Linked DNA regions of Rattus norvegicus: region 2 is linked to region 1. A link is a contact called in public Hi-C data. All regions are on one chromosome and are shown on one strand. Each heading gives the region's core, a stretch centred on a gene start, on an enhancer-like site or on the middle of the called end of the contact. The rest is flanking DNA. Distances are from core to core; before and after follow the strand shown.

Region 1 (5,398 bases), core at 1,898-4,397:
GAAGGAACGTTTAGCTGAAGCAGACACTGGTGGAAGGATGTTCTGCTAAAGCCAGCACGTGAAAGGACTCGTGATGAAGGGCTCTGTGCTAACAACACGCATGTATTGGTCTGCCTTACATTGCCTCCTTGAGCTCCATTTGTCAGGACTCCTCGGACTCGGGCTGATTGGCTGCAAGTGCTGAGTCAAGGTCACATGATGTTTGGAGGGTGTGAATGGGACTCAACAGGGACCCAGGCTGAGCTTGGCTTGCTGGTGCAGTGTAACACTTGAGAACTCTGATCTTTGCTTCCCTGAGAGAGGCACGGCTGAGAACTTTTCCTGGCGTTCCTCCTGGCCCCTCCTGCTGACTGGTCCTGGCTGTCTCTGCTAGGTAATGTCATTGCTGCAGGTTCATGTTTCCTGTCCCAACTCTACGGAATCGGTCTGTTGGTGCATCCGTGAAGTGTTTGCTAGTGGATCGAGCTGCTGCTGACCTGTGAGCCCAGCTGCCGATTTCCAGACAACGCAGACGGGAGTTGCTCCGAAGAACCTTTCCAAACAGGTCCACTTCCCCTGTATCCTTTCTTTCCCGCCACCTCTGGTTGGTGGTGGGTTACAAGGAAGGTTAAAGTGTTTAAGAACCGGGGTTGGGGATTTAGCTCAGTGGTAGAGCGCTTGCCTCGCAAGCGCAAGGCCCTGGGTTCGGTCCCCAGCTCCGAAAAAAAAAAGTGTTTAAGAACCATCATTAAAACTAGGAGTTGAAAAAAACTAAGGTTATAACACTAAATGGACTCAGCAGGGTAATATGTATATATAGAATATATACATATAGAGAGAATATATATTCTATATATATAATGTACATTGATAAATATATACAAAATATATATGTATATTTGCCTATATGATATTTGTGTATATGTGTTTGACAGTAATAATTAAAGAAGAGGTCCTGAATTTGATAGGGAGTAGGAGAGAGGGGCCATGGGAAAAGTTAGAGGGAGGGGTCAAAATGATGTAAATATGGCACTCATCTATGACATTCTCAAAAAAATATTAACTTTAAAAATAATCCACAGCCGGCTGGGGATTTAGCTCAGTGGTAGAGCGCTTACCTAGGAAGCGCAAGGCCCTGGGTTCGGTCCCCAACTTCGGAAAAAAAAAAAAGAAAGAAACAAAAATAATCCACAGCCTCCAAACACAGTAGCTCACAGCTGCCGTCCAAGCACTCAACACACGAGCTTTTATGAGCCAAGTTCATGGTCAACTCACAAAACTGATCCATCAGAACTGTTGATGTTTGGCTCCATTTTAAAGTTTTGAGGCTCAGCCAATGAGGAGACATGGTGAGTTACACACATCCTTTTGGCCAGGAAAGCGAACCCCTTTCTGGAAGCTCTCAGCAGATCACCGCTTAGCTTCTATGGGTACCGCGTACAGATTTAGGTCAGTAGCCCCAGACGGTGCCTTTGTTTTAACAAAAGGAGCAAAGAATTTTCCTGGAAAGACAGAATCTGTCATGGAATCTAATTCCCTCCAAGAGTTCGTTGTAGAAAATGGCCTTGTTTGGTTGAGCTTGGTCTCATTGTGTAGCCCAGGCTGGCCTCAAACTCAAAATCCTTCTGCACATTTAATTTACTTCTCTGCAGAATAAGTTAGAGTTGGAGCATCCTTAGGACTCATTCCGGTTTTAAAATCTTATATTCCACCGATTTCATTCTTACCAACTTGTTAGGAGACAGACAGTGCTGCAGTGAACAATGATGATACTGTTGTCGTTGTCATCATCATCATCACCACCACCACCACCACCACCACACCATCATCATCACCACCACCATCATCATCACCATCACCACCACCATCATCACCACCACCACACCATCATCATCACCACCACCATCATCACCATCACCACCACCATCATCACCATCATCATTACTGCCACCATCATCACCACCACCATCATCATTACCACCATCATCACCACCGCCACCACCACCATCATCATCACCACCACCATCATCACCATCATCATTACTGCCACCATCATCACCACCACCATCATCATTACCACCATCATCACCACCGCCACCACCACCATCATCATTACCACCACCATCATCACCATCATCATCATCACCACCATCATCATCATCATCGTCATCATTATCATCATCATCATCGGTTTATTCTTTGTAAACAGTGATATTATTAACATGCTACCTCAGCTAGCCAAGCCATATTTCCTAATTCTTATGCCCTGCCCCAAAGTGTTAGATTAATTACTGTAATTTCTCTCTAAGTTTCTTACAGGTCAGGTAGAATCTTTTCATCTTAAAGATTGAGATGTGACAAACTGGTGGCTGCCATTCAAGGGAAAGAGCCGCTACACACGGTGACAGCTACCGTCAACTAGGAAACTCGATCTTTATCTAAACCTTATCTTTGTTATCCAGTTTACTTGGGCACTTAGGGTTAGGACATTTTTTAAAAAGTCACTCTGATGAAACAGGAGTGGAGAGACTGGGCGATAAAATCTAAGCTTTTCGGGGTTGGGGATTTAGCTCAGTGGTAGAGCGCTTGCCTAGGAAGCGCAAGGCCCTGGGTTCGGTCCCCAGCTCCGAAAAAAAGAACCAAAAAAAAAAAAAAAAAAAAAAAATCTAAGCTTTTCGTGTCAAGAGGAAGAGAAGCAGTCCCCGTTTGGAGTTTAATTAGGGAGACACCGATTGAAGGTATGCAGTGTGGTCTCCCACAGAGCATGACGGATCACCACGCGGGAGATCCCCCGGAAATGCAGATGTGTCTCCTCTCCTACAGTAGTGAGATCAATGGTAACTTAGTAATCAGGGACTTAGACCCACCGCCAGTCTGTCATTTGTGGTATTTGTTCCAAGGTACACGCCCACAGCCGCGGTTTGTTTTCACTTTCCTGTTGCAACTGCTGGAGCCCCAGCATATGCTTGGACTGATTAAGGAAAACAACCACAGCACACCATACCACACCACACAACACCACACCACACACCACAGCACACCACACACCACACCACATACTGGTATTCTGATCCTCAATGGCTACTGAGCTCAGCAAACAAGCAGAGCCAATTACAAAGTGCTGGGTAGAAAGTCCCGCCCCCTCTGCCCCGTCTCCCCTGCCCTTCTCCCAGCAAAATGACTCAGTTCAGGTTGCAGCCGGGAGTGATGGCTGAGAGTGAGCACAGAGAGAGCAAGCATCTGGGCTTCTGGTCTTTCCAGATTTTTTTCTCCTGCCACCGCAAACTGGGACTTTAAGATGCTTTATTTCACTAGTCAAGTGTGACCCAGTCACTCTTTGGAGGGACTTAAACACAGCGGGGTGCTCCCTCCTGCACCCGGATTAAGCACAAACCACACCCAGACAACTTTTCTCAGCGGGGTGGGGGTGGGAGGAGAAAAGTAAAGTGGCCAGTTTTCTGATTTAGGCAGAAAACAGCAACAAATGACCTTGAATGATTTTTAAGAAGGAAGAGGGGGAGGACTGTGTTAGAGTTAGAGGGCTAGGCTAGGAACCGCGGTATGTCCTGAGTGCTAATTAGGGTAGCTAATGGGAACTTTTGACTGTCGGATTTTAATACTTGGATAGCTTAATAGTCAGCCTCAGGAATGAGTCTGGCATAAGAAGGTGTCCAAATACGGGAACAGACCTTGGTGGCTGTCACTAGGAATGTAATCTGTGGTTTACAAGGGAGAGGGAAGAGGGAAGCTTAAGGCGTTTGCCAGCACCGAAGACGCCATGCTTGGGGCTGCTAGAGCGCTTCGCTCTTTATTGGTGGCGCAGAAATATCACAGATTAGATGCTGGGGGAATCTGGAAATGGTATGTGAAGATGCCGTGGCTCGCTTTGCTAGCTTGTTTTTATTTTTGAGCCAGGGTCTTCCTGTGTAGCTCTGATATATCTGGAGCTTGTTACATAGGCTAAGGTGGCCTTGAACTCAAGTTCATCTGCCTCTGCCTCCGGAGTGGTGCCACACCACACCCTCCTCTAAAGATCCCTCCTTGGATACTAGTTTCGACTCAAAACAAAACAAAACAAAAACAAAACACCCAAACAAAGAAGCAATTACCAAGGAAAACAACAACAAAAGATTTAAGGTTTCCCAAATTTGAGGCCATAACTACTCCTAGTTTGCAAGCGTCCCCTCACTCCAGGACTGAAGCATCCTTTTGCTGCCTACCCTGCATAGAGCCGTGAGATCGCACTGCTGGTTTCCATTGTATGACTTCTCTTAACCAAACAGCTGCTGTTTCTCGGAACTGTGTGGATAGACGTCCGTCCGTTGATCCAGTTCGCTTGTGAGTCTTCCTAGAGTCGAAGGCACCGCCATTGGGCGTTCACTGAAAGCCCGCAGGAAACCAAGCATGGTTTTCTTCAAGATGTCCCGAGGTATGACGACTCAGGGATGCAGAGACCCACAGGAACGGCCTGCCGCTGTTCTCTAGAGCAGATGTGCGTCTAAAGATTTATTTATTTATTATATGTAAGTACACTGTAGCTGTCTTCAGACACACCAGAAGAGGGCATCGGATCTCTTTACAGATGGTTGTGAGCCACCATGTGGTTGCTGGGAATTGAACTCAGGACCTCAGGACCTCTGGAAGAGCAGTCAGGTGCTCTTAACCGCTGAGCCATCTCTCCAGCCCCAGATGTGCGTCTAAATAAAGAGAACAACTTTTCCATACCAGCTCCACCAGCTCCCATTAGCTAGGCATGCACCTCAGCCTGACAATTAAAGGGACGGGGAATAGCAAAGAAGAACAGAGTTCTTCAGTGCAACCACAATGGGCGGAGTAATATACAAAAGAGTTCAGTGGATATCCCTACCCTGGAGCCTATCTTTGGGTTCTGACTTGAACTTTAAGTTTACATGGAGGGAAAACTGGGGCAAGGAGCAAGGGGCAAGGGGCATACATAATTAGGCTGTACTGACTAGAGTGTAGTTCCACACAGCAACGAAGCTTCAAGGCTAGTCCTGTGAGGACCTGCTCTCTTCTTCGCTCATGAGTAATCAATCCTATCTTCCAGTAAGGTTTGCTTGTAGCATAGCTATACAAACATCCCACACAGTGAGCCTTTCCTGAGAGGACCCCATTCCTTTGCCTAGTACGGTCCTTCCTTTGTCTCCTCTGAATTCTTTCTTTGGTGGAGATAAGAACCTGGCGGTACCTTGTAGAAGTTACAAACTGACCTGTTTGAGATATCCTCAGCCCTTGCCTATGGGTAGCATCATAGCATCCCCATAACCGCGAAGCTTGCAGGGGTCAGCAACTACAGATTTAGGATCCCTGAGAGGCTGACACTGGGCAGGCTTACAGCGCTCTGTTCTCCCTGGGTCCCACTTGGGCTATAAGGCCAGCATATTAATATATAAGTGTG
Region 2 (5,398 bases), core at 1,356-3,855, 69 kb before region 1:
TGCTTCCTGTTTCGGTGAGAGTGATGATCCGCTCTTACAAAGTCGGAACTTGAAGAGATGGAGTGGAAAGAAGGTTAACAAATGAGCGTACTCTGTGGTCACAGCTACCACACCCCTCACACTGGCTCTTCCCTTCCCCAAGCCCGCTTTGCTCCCGGATTTCCTTGGTCCTTCATCTGTGCGCACTGTACTGGTTTGACCCATTAGGCTCGGTCAGTGTTGCTAGGGCGAGACTTGGCCCTGAAGCTTTCATTGCTAGGACTTGTCAGCGGCTTTCGGTGTGTTACCACAGTCCAGCTTTTCAAGGTTTTCACAGTCCAAACTCGAGGTGGTGGGACTTGAGGTGTTCTCGCTTTGGGATTCTGATTTCTGTTTGTGTGTATGTGATGGAACAGAGAACGGGAATGATAAAATGCTCTTATTGCTTAGATTGTCCTCCGCCAGGTGAGGAGCCATGGGAAGCTTCAAGCTTCAGAACCTTGGGAGAGAGGTTTTCTTTCTCTTTTAGATTTATTTTTATGTGGATTGGTGTTTTGCCTGCATGGGTGCCGGGTTCCAGAGCTCCTCCAACTGTTGTGGGAAGTGAAGTGTGTGTAGCTGGTCCCTTCAAGCAAGATACAAACCTGTTTTCCGCTCACCCCACCTTCCTAGGCCCCTTTGTCAGTTCCCTCTCCAGCCCTAGCCCTAGCCCGCTTGCTGTCACACCGGGTTGCTTTAGACGATCACAGATCCTGAACACCCACTGACAGCGCCTGTTTCTGTTTCTTTCCAGATCCATCACAAAGTGAACTGATGGGCGAGCCACACATGATGGTGGAGTATAAGCTGGGCTTGCTGTGACGCAGGGCGCCGTGCAGGAACCACGGATGTGCTTCTCGTAGTTGCCTCTGCCGAGGTCTGATGTTCACAGCATTAAAGTACTGAGAGGATCGCTGGGTCATGTGGATGTGTTTGGGGCGTGGTTTGGGGCTGTGAAAGCCTAGAGGTGGTTTCTAAGCTCTTAGGTTACAGAAAAGCCCGACTTCTGAAAATGTGTTTCTTATAAATGCTACAAATGCAACAACGTTCCCAGGAGCCTCCTTCAGAGTCACGGCTGTGACTGGATTTGGTGGCAGCACCCGGCACAGCCTTAGCTTTGCTCTGCAGGATGCTACTTGCACCTTAAGGGCTCTAGCCAAGTGTTCTCACAAGTTGAAAAGTCGGCGTTTGCAGAGTTTGATCTTTTCTGCATGAGAAGTTAGATGCAGCAGCCGGGGTGTGCAGCTTGGACTGTGGTGCTTCGTGGGTTTACCTCACGCTTCAGCTTATCAAGCAGTGTTCTATGGAAGGAAAGTGCAGGCCACTTGCTTTTAAGTTACATAGCAAGGTACAGAAATGTTTTTAAGTTAGAATATTCCTATTATATACCCATGGATAATTCCATACTACTTTTTTATAATACATTTTCAACATAATGGTCCTTAAAATATTGTTAATAGAACTGGTCTATAAAAACTCAAGTTTTTCCTGGGTGTGGTAATGCACACTTCAGTCTCCACACTGGAGAGGCAGGGCAGGTAGATATTTGGGATTTTCAGGCCAGCTTAGTCTACATAGCGAGTTCCAGACCAGCCAGAAGTACACAGTGAGACCCTGTCAAAAACAAAGACCTTAAGGTTTTCAGAACACTAGTAAATGGATCATTTTTTTTTTTACTAGATCTGAAGTATTCGATTATTAGCTTCTTCAGAGCGTCTTTATCACCTGAGTTTCGGACTTGAAATACTTGATAAAGCACTGCAGATATTTTGGGTGGCACCTTGTGGTCTGGACTGCTACAGCCATTCAGTGGGTGGAATGCAGAATGCAGCTGAGTATCTGTTGCGGTGCATAGGACATTAGTGTGTGGTCAAGTGACACAAAGGAATTTTGTTTTCTATTTTTAAAGAAATCTGAGTTTGTGTGTATGAGTGCCTGCATGTGTGTCTGACCATGTGTGTGCCTGGTGTCTGCAGAAGTCAGGAGGAGGCCTCAGCCACCCTGGAACTGGAGTTACAGATGGTTGTGAGCCACCATGTGGGTGCTGGCGGTCAAGCCTGGGTTCTCTAAGAGCAGCCAATGCTCGGAACTGCTGAGCCATCATTCCAACCCCTTGGTTTTCATTTTTGGCTGTCCTTGAACTCCTAGTCTTCCTGCTCCAGCCTCCAAAGTGCCAGGGTCCCAGGCATCTGCCATGTCTCTTCATGGTTTATATTAAAGTGGTGGCCTTCCTGTCCCAGGAAAGCTTCTAATGAACAGTCTAGAGCTGGGACACAAACTACTGGTTCCTAACCTGGAGTCTGTGGTCTTTTCTTGCAGTTTGGAAATTATTTGGGTTCCTTGAAATTTGCATATGCCCAGGATTCTTCCTCTTGGTCCTCTGCTGTGCTGGAGCATGGGTTACTGGTCTCCTTGCTCCTGTTCTGCTTCTGAGTTATCAGTCTTAGTGTGGGAGGCCCTTTACAGGAAGGTCCCAGATCTGATGGAAAAGGGCTCCGTGCCCTCCTCCCTCAGTACTCCCAACACCAAGCAGTTCTCCAGCAGACACTGACAGGCTGTCCTTAATTCCACTCTGTCTGTCAACAAGGACTTAAGGGCAGGAGAGGGCTCTGTCCTGCCACACTGCCCTGGTCCAGACGGCAGTCATGAGTTGTGCAATTACAGACTGGTTACAAATGCTTTCATATGCCCGCCTGCCTGCCCGCCCGCCTGCCTGCCTGCCCGCCTGCTGCCCGCCCGCCTGCCTGCCTCAGGCAAGCACAGCTCACAACCTGTGTGTAAAAGGATTCTCCTAAAGGACCTGGTGGAAGAGGCTGGAATATCCATCCCTCTCGAGGGATTCCCATGGAAGCTCATTAACTCACAACCCCTCTCCCTTAGGGGAGTGAGGCTGGGGGAGGGGCACTCCCAGTTTGATTACAGTATTAGTATTTGAGGGAAATCCTTAACACTAAGGATGAGGGAGGCATGGAAGATGTGGCGGGGAGCAGGAGGAACGTGGGTTCTAACATGGGAGTGTGGCCACATCCGTGTGTCCCTTCTGCCTCTGGAAACAGACAGGCTCGCTGCCTTCTCACTGACCCCTGGGTGATGGGGTATCTCCCCCTTTTCGTGTTCATTTACTGGGGTCCTTGAAGGAGACAGTGCTCTTCTAGACACAAAAAGGCAGTTACACATAGGTTCTCTGCAGCGAGCACAGGCCTGTGTGAGCTCAAGCCAGAGTCCGAGCCGAGGCAGGTAGGGTGCGCTCGAAATCTCACCAGCTCCGAGCGCTTGACAGCTGCTGGGATCTCAGAGGTGGGATCCCTGCCCGGACCACCACACCCCACTCCCAAGACCCGAAGAGTCTGGAAACAAAAATCTGTCAGAAGTTGGGTAGGGAGGTTACAATGGAGACCGGACTAGGGAGGAATTTGGGGTGTTGGATTTGATTAAAATAGACTGTGCGAAGTTCTCAAACATTTTTAAAATTAATTACTGTTTAGTATGTGTGTGTGGTGGGTGGGTGTGCACACATACCACACACACACACACACACAAACCTGTCACAGGACAGCTTGTAGGAGTCAGTTCTCTCCTACCATTGAACTCAGGTTGTTGGTCTTCGTGGCAAGCACCTTTATCAGGGGAGCCATCTTGCCAGCCCCGGGTTAGTTTCTTTTTTTTTTTTTTTTTTTTTTCTTTTTCTTTTTTTCGGAGCTGGGGACCAAACCCAGGACCTTGCGCTTGCTAGGCAAGCACTCTACCACTGAGCTAAATCCCCACCCCCCACCACTCCCCTGGGTTAGTTTCTAAAGACCCCATTGTGGATAAAACCAGAGGAATTCTCCCTCCTTCCCCATTTCCTGCCCACCCCCACCCCCACTCTGGGTTCTAATATACCGGCATCTCTTTAGAATGCTGACCACAAGGCAACCCTCCCTTGTTCTCAGCCCCTTGGTCCACGCCTCATTCCAGGACCAGGTGGTAGATGTCTGAAGCTGGGTATTAGGTACTACCTAACTCTCACACACTTTGTTTTTCCTCGAGACGTAATGCCTGCGATGGCTAATTGACCAGTTAGGCAGGGTCAAAGGCAGTAGCTGACAGTAAACTGAAGTGACTGCTGCAGCGTCCTGCAGTAAAACCCTCTGGCTGGGTTCAAGACCAGACCCTAGTGTGTGTGGACTTTGACCACAGGTAAAAGCCAGTGAGCTATCGTGATGGAGAGAACAAGAAGACACTGTTGATGCTGTGCGTTTTGATTTGGGTGTTGTGTGGTCATCCTGGAAACACGCTCCACTCCCATGACACAGACTTGAGAACACGAGACAGCCACACTTACTGGGCCAGCAGTTGAGCCCCTCAAAGTAGTAACTCAAGTAGGTTTCTGCTCACCCAAGCAGCTGTCTGTGGCCCCTCCTGTGTAAGATCACCCTGACGTCTCAGGGGCAGTCACTGCGGCTGTCCAGGTGAGGGCCGCTGGTGTGGATGGGAGTTTGCCCATCTGCTTTGCAGTGTTGGCATCAAATACAGGGCCTTGCACCTGGCAGTGTTTTATAACCCTAAGTGGGTTTTCTCAGATTATAGAAAAGTCATGGCGCCTGCATCATCACATATGAAAACAGAAATCTGATAAAGGGGCTGGGGGTACAGCTAGGTAAAGCGCTTGTGTTGACAACGGGAAGCCCTGACACTGTCGGTCCCTCAGACACCATCTAAAAAGCCAGCCGTGTTGGTGAGTCGGAATCCCAGTTCCGAGGAGGCAGAAAACAGGAGGATCCCTTGACTCACTGGCCAGCCAGGCCTGGGTCCTGGGAGAGCCCCAGACCAGAGAAAGACCCATTTTTTAAAAACCAAATTGGGTGGTGATTGAGGATCCACAGGCACAGACACACACCTGCACAGGAAAAGTCTGGAAACAAAATAAATCAACCTGAAAGGGTAACACTGCTGTTTGCAGGTTCGGCTTAGGAGCCAGTGGGGCGTGGTTATTTCACAAACCATTAGAGTTGTAATTTAAACAGCTCTTGCAGATACATGCAAAGGAATTGTAGCCTTCAAGTTTAGTTCTGCAAACATTACTGAGCACACAATGAGCAAAGACCATCCCTGTCCTCAAAGAGACCACTGGGAGGGACGCAATACGGTCTTGGGCTGGAGAGGTCAGTGGTTAGAGCACTGGCTGCTCTTGCAGAGGACCTGGGTTTAGTTCCCATCCCACCCGGTGGCTCACAACCGTCTGTAACTCCAGTTCCAGGACCCGCTAATGTCCTCTGAGCATGGCATACATACGGTGCACAGACAAAACGGAGCCACCTCAAGAGTTCACTTGGGGTAGGAGGCAGGGCAGTCACACACTAAAAAAACCTCTTTAAAAATACATTGAAAGGGGTTGGGG

The links. Hi-C and Micro-C count contacts between places; a contact is called where the count stands out from the background.
Region 2: a contact with region 1 is called in a Hi-C map of liver, with 4 times the contacts expected there. The contact joins two enhancer-like sites. A contact is called at or near these places in 5 of 12 Hi-C or Micro-C datasets (Schwann cells, kidney, liver and 1 more).

The regions. Positions count from the first base shown.
Region 1 is chr12:12,125,025-12,130,422 of GRCr8, reverse strand. No RefSeq gene overlaps it. Among named protein-coding and RNA genes, the nearest start is that of Mtus2, 13 kb to the right of the region's middle. Within about 2 kb of position 3,147, at least 15 of the 93 cell types and tissues checked have an H3K27ac peak or open chromatin away from gene starts, as enhancers often do. A contact at or near this core is called in liver, where this site is marked.
Region 2 is chr12:12,193,793-12,199,190 of GRCr8, reverse strand. It overlaps Pomp (proteasome maturation protein), which reads left to right. Exons shown (of 6, transcript NM_001100942.1): 6 at 773-841. The coding sequence ends at 840. Among named protein-coding and RNA genes, the nearest start is that of Pomp, 14 kb to the left of the region's middle. Within about 2 kb of position 2,605, at least 1 of the 93 cell types and tissues checked has an H3K27ac peak or open chromatin away from gene starts, as enhancers often do. A contact at or near this core is called in liver, where this site is marked.